2 separate regions of the Mus musculus genome follow, and region 1 is linked to region 2. The links are chromatin contacts, called in public HiChIP or PLAC-seq maps. All regions are on one chromosome and are shown on one strand. The core of a region is the stretch at or near the end of the contact, and the rest is flanking DNA. Distances in the headings are between cores, read along the strand shown.

What was found. HiChIP or PLAC-seq counts read pairs in DNA pulled down with a chosen protein or histone mark.
Region 1: a RAD21 HiChIP or PLAC-seq map of pro-B cells shows a contact between it and region 2, with 10 times the contacts expected there. The contact joins two enhancer-like sites. A contact is called at or near these places in 2 of 15 datasets of contacts at CTCF or cohesin (large pre-B cells and pro-B cells), 3 of 484 Hi-C or Micro-C datasets (the 63-12 cell line, CD8 T cells and bone marrow-derived macrophages), 3 of 115 datasets of contacts at active chromatin or transcription factors (the 230-238 cell line, T-cell acute lymphoblastic leukemia and large pre-B cells) and 1 of 9 other capture datasets (adipose tissue).

The regions. Positions count from the first base shown.
Region 1 is chr4:95,776,661-95,779,360 of GRCm38.p6, reverse strand. The region is part of intron 8 of Fggy (FGGY carbohydrate kinase domain containing); the gene reads right to left. Among named protein-coding and RNA genes, the nearest start is that of Hook1, 190 kb to the left of the region's middle. Within about 2 kb of position 1,315, at least 31 of the 459 cell types and tissues checked have an H3K27ac peak or open chromatin away from gene starts, as enhancers often do. A contact at or near this core is called in pro-B cells, where this site is marked.
Region 2 is chr4:95,292,937-95,295,636 of GRCm38.p6, reverse strand. No RefSeq gene overlaps it. Among named protein-coding and RNA genes, the nearest start is that of Gm32240, 86 kb to the right of the region's middle. Within about 2 kb of position 1,321, at least 1 of the 459 cell types and tissues checked has an H3K27ac peak or open chromatin away from gene starts, as enhancers often do. A contact at or near this core is called in pro-B cells, where this site is marked.

The sequences.
Region 1 (2,700 bases), core at 66-2,565, 480 kb before region 2:
ACCACTGTATGCCATATGGTGGGTCCTTTCATGGTGGTTCCAGCACACATATCACTCTTAGAAGAGGAGATTAAAAATTACAGAACATCTTAAAAAATACTAAGTGCTTATGTGTCCTTCATCAACAAATGGCAGTTCCTCTAGACCACTTCTGAAAGCAGTTATGTTCTACACAGCCAAAACCTTCAACAAATAGAATTCACTAAGGTTTTAAGATCTGTGGCAATTATCCTTTTGTCTTCCTAGGTTCAGCCCAAATTCCTAAGTTTCATCATTTGTTTTTACTTCTTTTAGAATTTCCATGGATGCAATATTTTTGTGCCTACTTCTCTCATTTCTTCTTTGTGTTACTTTATAATTGTTGCACTTATCCACTATATGTAGATGCAGTCTATTCATTAAACATGTAAGTCAGCATATGAATATGATAGTTTAGCAATATGTTCTACTAATGGAAATCCAAACAGGGGATAGTATGATATATGATGTATTAAAAAGGCTCTGTGTATATTGTTTCACAGTGCGGGAGTTTCCCCAAGATTTTATCTAGGAATGAAATTGGTAGAGTGTTGAGCATATGCATACTTAAATGTACTTTGACATGATTATGCAATTTACGCTTCCTCCCCATCTCTTCCTCTGGACTATAACTGACTCAAGGGCTACTTCTACTCTTCGTTATGCCCCATGCCTGGCTTGCAGTCGGTGTTGAACAAGGAAGGTACTTTGGAGCTAAGGCACTCTATATTGAACATAGGTCTGCCAACCTAATAACAAAACCTATGGGTTTTTGTTCTACCACATTTTCCTTATCTACAAAAACTTTATGATCAGTTGTACGGTATTACTTACTTCCCAGTGTAATAGGACTGATCAAATGTAGATCGAGGTAACAACACAAGAAGGTATGGGAATTGTTACCACTGTTTCTCCACTTTGCACCTGGACCAGAGGCCCCAGGATGGGACATGTGAGAGAGGCTTGTCAACAGGAAATGTCCCGTGCATTTATATGGATTAATATAACTTTGTGGAGGGAAGTAGGGTTTCAAATATCACTGCAAAAAGAACAAGGGAGACCAATTAATGGTTCTGAGTCCACACTGCACCTGTGTCCCCAAACTGTTCACTAACACAAATGAAGCTTGCTGATCAAAACAAGCATTTTTAAGTGCTTTTTATCCTGTGGCATGGTTTAACTGTGCTCAAGCTCAAAGCAGAGCTGTGCAAAAGCTGGATTAACAACTGTGCTCCACTCTGCACTGTGGATTCAAAAGTAAAGGCCAGCTTCTTATTTACATGGAAAGATCTTAGGCTTTTGTGGTTTCCTGTTGTGCCCTGGTGCATCTGCACTTTGGTTTCTGGGTTTGTCTTTAGAGCGATACAAACAGTCTCTCTCACTATTCAAGAGAACATAAAAATTCCACAGTCTCTAATTGCTAGCAGATTTTACCAGATCCTCTGTCATGGCTCCTCAGAACAGCTGGACCTAAGCCTTCCAAAGGACATCTTCGAAAGGATAGTGATTTGAGAGATTCCTGTAGTGTGCCCAACACCAACCAGGGACGGGCTCTTCAGCTTGATGCTATTCGTATTTTATTAATATTTATTCATTTACTTCACTCTTAGAACCATTTATCATACATTTAGGCTCTCGTTTATATAAAATATCCTTTGCTAGGGACGGAGAAAAATAGTTGTGGAAAGATTCGGTTGTCCTCTTATGACATTTGTTGCAGGCATTTTTGAATCCCCCATTACAGCCTTTGTAGACACTACAATTATAGACCCTGTGGCTCATGGCATGGCTCCCTAGCAGAGCACATGCTTACCATACACAAAGCCCTGGGTATTAGCCTGGCACTAATAAGTAAATAAATGAAATAAAGTAAAATGAAGTGAGAGATACTTATCTACTGCTTTCCATAAGACCTTACTAAATCAGCCCTCATGGTTGGGGCTGGAGTTTCTCAGGTCTGATATGTGCCTATTAGCTGAGCTGCACTGGCTTACGGCTCAATGGAAAACATAGAGAGGGAAACAACTAATGACATGTAACCTGGAGTCCTTCCTGTAGCAAACCAGACTCTGATCAGCTATAGAACCCTTGAAATCTGAGCTAACAATGATGGAGCAACAGAGGATGCCATGAAAACAGCTTAGGGGTTGTGTAGATGGGCACCCAAGCTGTTACCCTTTCGCTTATTAGCCGTGGTACATGGAGTAAAGCCCTCAGTTCCTTTGTGAAAGAAGAAAGGAATAAAAGAAAAGAAAACATCACCTGTTCTTACTGTTGTACTGCCTCTGGGCACTGAATTCCTTAAATACTTCCTACACTGAAAAGCATTGAGAAAAAAAAATTCTTTTTTTCATTCTTATTTTATTTCTTTCTAAGAAGAAACCCCATAAACAAGAAAAACTAAACAGCCACCAAGAACAAGTCCTCTGTCCATCACTGGGGCTTTGCTCACGGGGTCTGCTTTCTCTCTATGGTTGTGTGGTTCCTCTCAGGGTCTGGCAGACTTTTAAGAGCATGCCCCACAGCTCAAACTGGTCCCAGGGACATTCATAAGATATTCATCAAGAAGAAGAGTATCTTTCAAAGAATATATAAAAAAGTCTCTATGATGTCACTTCCATCATATATTACACAGGGAAATGTAATCTATTTAGTACTTTATGGGAACCCCATCTTAAGACT
Region 2 (2,700 bases), core at 72-2,571:
GTCCATGTAGCTTGACCTCTTCATTTTATAGATGAGGCTTCATTCTATAGATGGCTTCCATGAAGTCACTGACAAGATCCCTGTTGGGGATGGATGGAGGATAGTCAACAGGGTACTTTTTTGTTTGTACTTTGTTTGTTTGTTTGTTTGTTTGTTTGTTTGTTTTTGAGACAGGGATTCTCTGTATAACCCCGGCTGGAACTCTGGAACCCTGGAACTCACTCTGTAGACCATGCTGACCTCAAACTCAGAAATCCACCTGCCTCTGCCTCCCATGTACTGGGATTAAAGGCGTGCACCACCACGCCTGGCTTAACAGAATACTTTCATGATGCAGCAAGTTATCCCTCTCTCGATTTATGCCTGCAGATCTTTGTTTAGCTTTGTAGATCTTGTTCATCTAGTCTTGGTCTTGAAAACTGTACCACTTAAGCTTGAAGAAATTCACTACACTCAAATGCCCACAGACATTGATCTATTCTAAATTCTCTGCTTCCCATGCAATATCACATGTCAAAATTTTACAACCCAAGGTGATAATATTAGAAAGTGATGGGGCATTGAGATCCAATTAGGATGGAGCCTTTGTGAGCAGGATTAGTGCCTGTGTCCATATATGATGCTGTAAAATGTATTACAGACCAGACTATCTATAAGTAATAGAAATTTATTTCTCCCAATTCTGGAAGCTAGAATGTCCACAATCAAGCTGATGTGGAGTATGGTGAAAACCGATCTTGACTTTTAAGATGGTCCCTTGCTCCATCCTCTTGAAAGGATGGATACTACGTCTTCACATGGCAGAAAGGACGAAAGTGGGCTAAGTGCCCACTGGAGCTTCATTCTAGAGGGTCAGAATCCCCTTTATAAGGAAGGAGCACTGCTGACCGAGTGACTTCCCAAAGGCCATACCTGGTAATATTCCTGTATCAGAAACCAAATACCAACATGAAACACAAAGAGTTGAACCACAGCAAGTGCTCTTCTTTTAGCAAGTGCCAGACCACTTCTTTACCACTCCCGTGAGTGGGGAAAAGGCCAGAAGCCTTCATATTTGAAGAACTAGGCCACTGACAAGCACTGAATCTTCAACACCTTGACCTTAGGCTTCCCATTTTCCTAAACTTTAAGAGACAGTTGCTACGGTTTATCAGTCCCCAAGTTTGTGGCACTTTGTTCTAAGTTCAGGTAGATATTCCATCCATGAAAGGTGCTGAATTTCCTACGGGGGGGGGGTGGGGGGTGGGGGGTGTCATACCTTAAATAGGACAAAGAAGAACCCCTGTCTATAAGCAATCAAAGGGAAGTCCGCCATCTAGTGACAGTAACTGTGGGTAACTATCCCACTGGGTAAACAGACTCTCGAGAATTCAAATCAACAGTGAGGGATAGTGTTTAAGTACAGCACAGAAGCAATTTTTTTTTTTTTGAGACAAGATTTCACTATTTAGACCAGGCTGGTCTAGAACTCAGAGATTCCCTGCCTTTGCTTCCCAAATGCTGGTATTAAAGATGTGTGCCAATATACCAGGCCAAGCCCAGAAGTTTGAATCATCAAAAAGGAAAGTAGAATTTAGTAATTAATTAAGTAACATTACTACTCTTTAATTTTTCTTTCCACTGGGTCTAACCTTTCCTGTTATGGAGAGAAAGAGATGCAGTCCCTCCCTACTTTTCAGTATAAATAATTGGAGCAATTTTTATACCATGCACTGGTTAAATTCCTGACCATTACTACAGGGTCACCTGCCTTCTCACTTCTTCATTTAACAATGATAGAAAACTCCATTTATTCTAGGCACAAAGATGGTTAACGCTTAGTCTCTGGAGTCTCTGGCACATATATCTTAGCAGGGGAAGTGGAGAAAAATAAAACAAAACACAAACCAACAAAACCACAATTACAACCAGATACTGATCATGATGAGGAGAGCGACAGGTAGTATTGGGGCAGCACACACATACACAGTCCATCTGGGGAAATGCATCTGAGATCAGAGAAGGTGAGCTGGGGGAAGAGTCTGGAATGAGGAGCATTTCAGCAAAGGACGAGCAAAATCAGGCGTGCCAGGTTTCATCAAGGGGAATGAGCCAAGGACCAGTATGAGAATGTGGGAAAACTGCAGTTTGACAGTCATAGGATTAAGTCACCAGGGCACACCAAGAAGGAGGCTGAACCTCATCAACCAAAGTAAAAAACTTCAGGTTTCATATTGTGGCCAAGTCTATTGGCAGTAAAGGCTAAAAACTCTGTCCCAAGACAGAGCCTGTTCTCCAGAATTCCAAATTTGAATGCTGTAAGTCAGCCAAACTCCAGTTCATCAAGGTCCCTGCCACACCTGCTTGCCCATGCCCTCACATGGAATGTCTGTCTGTCTGTCCCTGCCAGGTGCAGTCCTTGCTCCCTTGAGTGTAAAGTCAGTTTTCCACGAGGAAAGGAGAAGGGCATGATCAGACTCTTGCCTTACACCGGTTCTCTCAGGGAGATTTGGAAAGGTCCCCTGGGGGCAGAGAAATCCCTTAGAATGGCACTGCAAAGGTCCAGACAAAAGCTATTAAACACCTATAGCTGTGTCCTGGAGGCATAGTGCCACAGAGGAATGGCAACAACTGTGGAGCTTTTGATTATCACTCCCTCCATCATTCTTCGAAGGCATAAAGAGGCTCAATAATCTCAATGAAGTGTTGACCTGGACTTCT